Linked DNA regions of Mus musculus: region 2 is linked to region 1. The links are chromatin contacts, called in public promoter capture Hi-C maps. All regions are on one chromosome and are shown on one strand. Each heading gives the region's core, a stretch centred on a gene start, on an enhancer-like site or on the middle of the called end of the contact. The rest is flanking DNA. Distances are from core to core; before and after follow the strand shown.

Region 1 (4,290 bases), core at 1,055-3,554:
GAAAACTCCTTCAGAAAGAGGCAGAGCACAGTGGAAAGATCAGGGATGCTTCAGGTCATCTGGAAGCAGGACCCAGAAGTGTCAGGAATACAGAAGCTAGGTAGATCCAGGCTTAGAAGCATGCGTGGGTGGCTTGTCATGGTCCTCCTAGCAGCTGAAGGGGGGTAACTGACACCTGGGGATGGGATGACTCTGGGGCAGGGGGATTGTTACTGGAAGGGCCTAGCATTCTACTTCCGGCAATGCCTCTCTTACTACAATCCTCTGTGTGCGTCTTTATGTGTTTTCTCCGATATTCCAGGGTTGTTACTTCAGTAGATAGAGAGTCCGTTCCCTGTCCTTAGGACCCGTATCCCTCTCTAACATCTGACTTGGTCTCTTCTGCTGTTGTAATTGTTCCAGGGATATATCTTACCTCTGAGCTTAGCACTTAAGAAATAACTTGCCGAATAAATAAACAGTCTCTAGCACAATGGGTTGAGTAATAAGCCCAGTGCTTTGATTTGCTTGTAATATGTTTGTTTGTTTGTTTGTTTGTTTGTTTGTTGCATCTTGTTGCTAAAGCGGGAACAATTGTATAGTGTGACCTGTGGGTGTCCCAGACAAACTCCCAACTTTTGGATCTGTGATGTTGAACTTGATTCAGTCCTTCATACTCATCCTCTCGTCACTGACAGTTGACGGTCACCTGTTAGAAAGCAAGGTTTCTCAAGTGAAGCTCAGACAATGAACTTAATAGTGAGCCACTGAGGCTCAGAGCCCAGTAGTCATAGCAACCGCTTCATAAGAAGTAGAGTGTGTATATTGAGTATCTGCAAAGAACCAGGCCTTGTTATAAAGACTTTCCAACAATAGCTAAAGGAAGCCCCATGGCAACTTTTTTTGTTTTGTTTTTGTTTTTTGAGACATGGTTTCTCTGTGTAGCCCTGGCTGTCCTGGAACACACTTTGTAGACCAGGCTGGCCTCAAACTCAGAAATCTGCCTGCCTCTGCCTCCCAAGTGCTGGGATTAAAGGCATGTGCCACCACTGCCCAGCATTCATGGCAACTTTGAAAGACAATTATTGTTAAAATGTCCTTATAGAGGTAAGGAAACTGAGGCACACCCAGCTGGCTAGTAGGGGTGTGTTGCATGTTTGTCTATGTGTAGACATCAGATCGCCTGAAACTGGAGTTACAGACAGTTGTGAGCTACCACGGGGGTGCTGGGAATTGAACCTGGGTCTTCTGGAAAAGCAGTCAGTATTCTTAACTATTGAACCGTCTCTTTAGCCTCAAGCATGTTTTTGAAAGAAAGGTAATTTTTGTAGGCTGGTGAGGTGGCTTAGGGGGTTAAAATGCTTGGGGTTCAGTTCCTGGGACCCACATGTTAGAAGGATCAAGAACTCCTGTAAATTGTCCTCTGTCTTCTCCCACATATCCAACATGATGCATGTACATACACACATGTGCACGCACACACACACACACACACACACACACACACACACACACACACACACACAAATGGTTACATACAGGGGCTGGTGAGATGGCTCAGTGGGTAAGAGCACCCGACTGCTCTTCCGAAGGTCTGAAGTTCAAATCCCAGCAACCACATGGTGGCTCACAACCATCTGTAACAAGATCTGACGCCCTCTTCTGGAGTGTCTGAAGACAGCTACAGTGTACTTACATATAATAAATAAATAAATCTTTAAAAATAAAATAAAATAAAATAAAATGGTTACATACATAAATATAATTTTTAAATTTACATTTGTAATTATTTATTTTGAAAAAAAAAATTAAGTACAGAGAAAAGCATGGCTCTTCCCTGTGAAGAACTTGGGTGAATTATTTTGCTTCCTTTCAGGGAGTTTGGCATACAGTCTCTTTTTGCTTGTAAGTGAGGAGAGAGAGGTGCTTTTTCTCAGGAATGAGACTGTGGACTGGAACGCTCTTGTGCACTCATTGCTCACACTGGTGTTTGTAACCAGATTCACCTTTGAGCTTTAACTGTGCTTGGACCAGCGTTAACATTGAATGGCTTACTTGCCCCTCATTATGGTTTGGAAGTCTCTTGGTTCAGGAATATGTTTTGGTCAACCATGGAGCAGGGGTGTTCCAGCTACTTCCTGTGTTTTAAAAGCTTTAAGGACCAACTTTTATTGGGACTGCCAGGGTCTGTTAATAACAGTTATTATGTTTGGTAACTGTTGCAATTTTTGTCTCATGTTTAGCTGCCCAGTAGAGATATTCAGTTTAGTTTTTAGTTACTCGGCTACACCCACAGTTTAAACTGTGTTTCAGAAGTCCCCTGGCAGGACAGAGTTGGACAGCCTAGTTGGTTTCCCTTGCCCTCTTAGGGACTTGTAGAGATTGTCCCATACTGGCCGGAAGGCTTCATGCTCTTATGGAGGAACTTTTCCCCGTCGCACACCAGACCCACAGAATATCCCATTTCTATTTCCAGTGAGGCAAAGGAGATGGAATGATAGCTACTTCTGACATAGTCACGTTCCAAGTGCTTAAGACAATAGGGTCAGAATGACCCTGCCACTTCCTTGGGAGTCTTGGGGCAGGGTTTCTGGAGTGTTCTGATTGGAAGTACTTTGTTTGCCCTGTCACAGCACTCTGAAATAGCACTCCAGTCCTGGAGGACCATAAATGTCACATAAATCACACCCATCCCCCATCTTCTCGTACCCTTCCTTCATTGGTGAGGGTCACCTCGGGCTAGAGGAAGAAGGAATCTCATTATCAAGGAAGGTTTACCCTGGCTAGGAATTGGTCAAATCTGGGAGACTGAGACTGTTATCAAGAGAAGAGGTCACCTGGGTTTTTGATTATCTGTTGGTTAGCTACCATTTGCCTTAGTGGCATTTTCTGGCCTTCTGGGCAATCTTGCCTTAAAGATAGAAAGAATGATGGCACTTTTACTTGTTGTTGTTTTGTTCTTTGTTTGTTTGTTTTTGTTTTTTGGAGACAGATCTAACTATGTAGCTCTGGCTGTCCTGTAGACCACGCTGCCCTTGAACTCAGAGATCTGCCTGCCTCTGCCTTCCAAGTTCTGAGATTAAAAGCTAATGCCTTTTTAAAAAATAAAAAATAAAAAAGACAGCATCTCACACTGTAGCCTAGGCAGGTCCAAAACTTGGGGCAAGCCTCCTAAGGCATAGATAAAAGGCAGAAGCCACCACTCCTGGCAATGCCAAGTACTCTTGACAGATTCTTCTACTTTTCTTATCAGTTTGTATTTTAGTTGCTTTCTCATTGATGAGACACCATGACCAAGGTAATTTATAGAAGGTTGGAGTCTGGTGAGGAGCATGGCAGCAGGCAAGCAGGCATGGTGCTGGGACAGTAGAGGAAAGTTAATATCTTATCTGTATGTAGGAGGTCAAGAGAGCTGCGAATGGTATAGCTTTTAAAAGCTCAAAGCCCATCCCAGGCCACACCTCCTAATCCTTCCCAAACACTTCTACTAAGTGGGGACCAAGCATTCAGATATACGAGGTTTTGGTGGGCATTTTCATCCAAACCACCACAGTTTGGACAATCATTTTCCTTTTTTAATTTTTTTTCCCTACTGGCTCCTTTGCTCTTCACCTTTTCTTTCATTAATCCATTCTTTTTGTCTCTTACAATATCCCCCCCCCATTTTTTTTCAAATTTAAAGCATGTGTGTGTGTACGTGTGTGAGAGTGTGTACCTGTGCACATGTGTATATGTGTATGTGAGTCACACCCCATGTGTAAAGGTCAGAGGATAGTTCTGGGGGGGTAGTTCTGTTTTTTTCCACCGTGTATGTTGTAGAGATGGAATCTGAGTCATCTTCAGGCTTGGCAGTGGGCATCTTTACTTGCTCGGGCATCTTGCCAACCTTCTTTGTTTTTTGTTTGTTTGTTTGTTGTTTTGTTTTTTAAAGGATGTATTTGTTGTTATTGCATGTGCGAGTGAGTACTTGATTGGCCAGGGCAGGCATGCATTGTCACATCACATCACTTCAGGAGATGCTGGAGGACAACTTGTGGGAATTGGTTCTCTCCTACAGTTTGGTCTTAGAGATTGAATTTGGGTTGCCAGGTTTGCAGGGCAAACACCTTTGTCTGCTAAGCTATCTCACAACCTTCTTTTAAAGGTTTTATTTATTTCTTTTGATGCTGTGTGTATGTGCTTATGTGGGGGGGGGCAGGTAGGACGGCTTTTTATATGAGTGCTGGGGATTGAACTCTGACCTCCATATTTTAGAGGCAAGCACTTTTCTTGACTGGGCCATTTCCCCCTCTCTTTTCTTGCATGTTTGCT
Region 2 (4,290 bases), core at 1,235-3,734, 430 kb after region 1:
TACATCGCAGTCTGAGGCTAGCCTGGGCTACATGAGGCCCTGTCTCAAAACAACGAGCAACAACAACAGAAAGGATTCTTAGTTAAAGGATTGCAGAATTAGTTACCAGACTGTTCTAGAGAAGCAAATAGGTTCAACGCCGGCTCTTGGCCTCCCACTCTGCTTACCAACTCTTCTCCGCAGCTCAGTGTTTGGGATGCCTCCATCAAGGATGTTGGTGAGCCGCTCCACACTGAAGGACGGGGAGTGCCTTTCACTGTCTATGTCAGGGTGCACTTCCCTGCTCCAGGTCTCCCCCAGTGACACTCGATCCCCTGGGTTCCCCATCCTGGATCTGCCTGTCTCAGGAAGGACTTGGCTTCCTTTAGGGTCTGCTCTGAGCACCGGGAGGTACCAAGAACCTGTGTGCAAAAGGCATTGTTTAGGGCTGGGGTCAGCCAGGGCCTTTCTCGGCTAGCTGAATGACAACACACTCCCACCCCGACTTCATGGCTACTGGCTGTGGTCCACATACTGCTCACAAGTGAATGCAATCAATATTGTTCTGTCTGCAGTAGCCAAGGTCCAGACGGTTTGACCACAGAGCTTTCCCATCCTCTGTAGTTTGTAGCACATCTGGGACAATCTTCATGAAGTCAGTGGGGGTTATGTGGAAGAGAACAGGTTGAGCGAGTGACTTATACTAGAGGTGGCTGGAGTCCAGCACAAAGCAGATAGCTTGCTCACACCATACCTTCCTGGGAGGTTCACTGCCTCTGGCTCACTAGGAGGGACCCACACACCTCATTTACTTCTCAATTCCTGTGATATCTATTTGAACACTGTGGCATGAGGCTTGATGGTATAGGTCTGTCATCCCATATACTTGGCAGGCAGAGGTAGGAGGATCATAAGATCTACCTGGAGTACAGAACTAGTTCCAGACAGGCTGGGTAATTCAGTGAGACTGTGTTTCAAAACAGTAGTAGATACCTGGAGAGTGCTTGCCTAGTCTACAAAAGGCCCTGGGTTTAATTCCCATAGTGTAGGAGAAGAGAATGAAGGAGAGGAAGCCTGTAGGAAGAAGGAAGAGGAGGAGAAAGCTTGCTCTCTTCCTGTGAAGTGCTTTCTCTCTGGACTCCTGTGTCCCCCATAGCCAAGATGTGGCCTGCTTCCTTCACAACAAACCCTTGGCCTTTTAGAAGTCCCCACTCCCCTCAGTGAATGAACAACTAGACTCATCCATCCACCTTCTTTGAGTCCCCTTAGCCCTATCTGTTCCTTGCCATCTCCTTGGCCACCACTCTGCCACCTTCCCCTCTTACCTGGCTCAGTGTCTCATCTTTCTTTTCTTGCTTGTCATTGTAACTGTGCAGAAGGGAGTTAGCTTGTAGAAAGGAGTCCTAGCACGCCCACAAACTTGCTTCCCACCAGCTAGCCTGCATGCTTTCCTCCCGACTTCTGCCCCTCTTGTTTCTTCGGGCTGAGGCTCAACTCCCCAGTGTTCCTAGTGAGCTCCAGCTTGCAGAGACCTCACAGTAGCTCAACCCTCCCGACATCAGCATTCCTGTGAGAACTGGCCACCCCTCATGCACTTTGTTCCCAGCACTCAGTGCTAGGGAGGTGGCTCTGTCTCCGTGGTCCCAGAGCCTGGCCGTCAACTTTCCCTGCTGCCTGTCACCTGTTCTCTTTTCCTTCATCCCCTGAGCCTGAGGATACAGTAAGGGTACAGTAAGGACAGGACTGAGGAAGGGGGTACCCTTGTAAGGTCACAGCCCCTGGCAGGCTTCTGAAGAGGGCGTCTGGGGTACTGACAAGAGGCCTGGTGTATACAAGGAGCCCTTTGTCTGCCTGCCTTCCTGTGAGGCTTCCTAGCTGCCTCCTCGTCTTGCCTCTGGCTTCCTCTGTGCCAGACGCCCTTGCCTCCTGGCTGCTCCCCAACTCTCCTGGTCAGCCTTTGCCAGGACTCTGCCTCTGCCTGGACACCCTTTCCTCAGATGTCACCATGACTTCCTCTGTCTTACTCAATGCCAGCCCTCATCGAGGTTCCTTGCACCTCCTTCAACACCCAAGCCCTCAGCCCACATTGCTAATCCCCCCTCTCTCTTAACCTTTTAACAGGTGGGGCAAGTAACTCCTTACATTTTTGTTATTGTGGTCACCAGTTTCCCCCTGTAAACAACTGTAAACAACAAGAGAACCAAGGGCAGAACTGAGAGCCATTAAGGATGCCCGCCACTTTACTGCCATTACCTTTGGTATGTTCTGTCAGTTCTCTGGCTGGCCTGGGACTAAACTCTTGACTCACCTCTGTCCTGGGACAGCGCTGTAGGCTGGGCTGGCTCTTCCCTATAGGCCCAATCTTCAGACTCTTGTCCACACTCCTTTCTCCTCCTCAAAGTGCTGGTATTTACAGACTCTGCCAGAGTATTGCATGAGGCCCTGCTGTTTCCTGCCAGTGTCGTTGGGCAAAGGGTGTATATTGTATCAGGTGCCAGGCAACTCTGGCATGACTCAGCTTCCAGGCTTAAAGGATCCCTCTGAGGGGTGTGTCCTGTGTCCAGGTGGTGTTTCCACTGTGAAATTCTGGACCCGTCCTGCCACCAAGGAGGCAAGCTAGTCACATCACAGTGAGCTGAAAGGAGTATCCCTCTCCCCTGCTTCTGCTCTGACGGTGGTCTTGTCTGTGCCGTGCTTCTCACCAGTGTCCCCACAGCCCCCAGCCTCTCACCCCCAGCCCAGGCTCCTGAGGAGTGCAGTATGTTATGAAGGATCCTGAGAACTTGGTCTCCACACGTGAGGCACACTGGGACCTTCCTTTGTATCCAGCCTTTGCCCTGGGAGGTAGGATGAATTCTTCATGGTGTCAGTGAAGAACCAGTGCCAAAGTTGTGCAATAAGTAAACCACCCACCTGGAATTTGAACTAGGTCTCAGGTCACAAAGATGAACTCTTACTCCATATGTACACTACTCATTTGTACAATGTTGGGAGAGAAGTCACAGGCCTCTTACAGTACTTCCAAATCTTCATGATTCCAGTGTTTTCTTCTCTGGGGCTTTGTCCATCCTCCCCACGTGTGCTAATATGTGTGTATATAGTGCATACTCAGTGTGTGTATATGTGTGTGTGTGTGTGTGTGTGCATGCATGCACGAGCATGAGCACACCAAGGGACCTCACGGCTCCCCATGATCCCCAAGACACTATCCAGTTTGCTCTGCAGGAAGATGCAGTTCCCTGTGAGAGGTTGTGCTCTGACATCCTCAAGTGCACCATGGCACAGACTAGCTGATGACTTTACTCCTCTCTCCTTCTCCCTCTCTCTCCCTCCCTTCTCCCTCCCTTTCTCTCACATACATACATACATACATACATACATACATAATAAAGGTGACCCTGACCTCGCTGTTTGGAGATGGTCATCTGGCCTCTCTAAACATTTGTGCCATCATCGATCATGGGAAGTTACTTAATTTCTCTCCATTTGTATTTCCATATTTTAAAAAATATTTAGACAGAGAGAGTGAGAGAAAGAGAAGAGGGGAGGGCATGTGTATACAAATATGAATGTGCCAAAGTATGCTTGTGAATGTCAGCTGTTGTGGGAGTTGATTCTTTTCTTCTACCATGAGGGTCCTAGGGATTGGACACAGGCTGTCATGGTTGGCTATGCACTCTACTCACTGAACAATCTCCCTGACTCTCTCACGTTTGGTTTCACACAGGGTTTCACTGTGAAGTCCTTGCTGGTCTGGAACTTAGTATGTAGATCAAATAGTCCAAAACTTATGGTAATCCCCGTGGCTCTGCCTGCTGGGTGCTGGGACTAGAGACTACAATAAAGAACTGGCAGTTTATAAGCTCTCTGTTAACAAGTGCTTTCGTCATCAGCTTTGGATCAATGAGTGTCGCAGGATGTCATTAGGAGTTATTTTATTGCTACATTCCTTTAGCAGGACAGTAAGATTTGGTTGACCCTAGGTCTATCTAGTGTCAGTCTTGGTCACAAGCCATGTTGGGTATGAGTTCCATCTTACGGCATGGACCTTAAATCAGGTCTTTGTTTGTTACACCCACAAGCTTTGTGCCACTAATTCACTAGCCTATCTTGCAGGCAGGTCACTCTTGTAGAGAGAAGGGTTTGCTGGTGTATATCCTTCTCCTTTGGTAGCATGCAGAGTACCTTCCAGTACTTCAAATACTACATCCCAGAGGTGGGGGCATGTGTCCACTTCTCTCAGCTCTAGGACTCCATCTGGTGCAGATCTGTGCAGGTTCTAGGTAGGCATCAGCTCGACTTTTCCATGTT

Evidence for each region. Promoter capture Hi-C pulls out the DNA fragments that hold promoters and counts their contacts.
Region 2: a contact with region 1 is called in a promoter capture Hi-C map of liver, with 2.6 times the contacts expected there. The contact joins the promoter of Acox2 here to the enhancer-like site in region 1. A contact is called at or near these places in 8 of 39 promoter capture datasets (the C10 cell line, cranial neural crest, liver and 3 more).

What each region holds. Positions count from the first base shown.
Region 1 is chr14:7,827,402-7,831,691 of GRCm38.p6, forward strand. All of the region lies in intron 1 of Flnb (filamin, beta), which reads left to right. Among named protein-coding and RNA genes, the nearest start is that of Flnb, 12 kb to the left of the region's middle. Within about 2 kb of position 2,305, at least 18 of the 459 cell types and tissues checked have an H3K27ac peak or open chromatin away from gene starts, as enhancers often do. A contact at or near this core is called in liver, where this site is marked.
Region 2 is chr14:8,256,535-8,260,824 of GRCm38.p6, forward strand. It overlaps Acox2 (acyl-Coenzyme A oxidase 2, branched chain), which reads right to left and starts at 2,485. Exons shown (of 15, transcript NM_053115.2): 1 at 2,288-2,485; 2 at 168-401. The coding sequence starts at 327.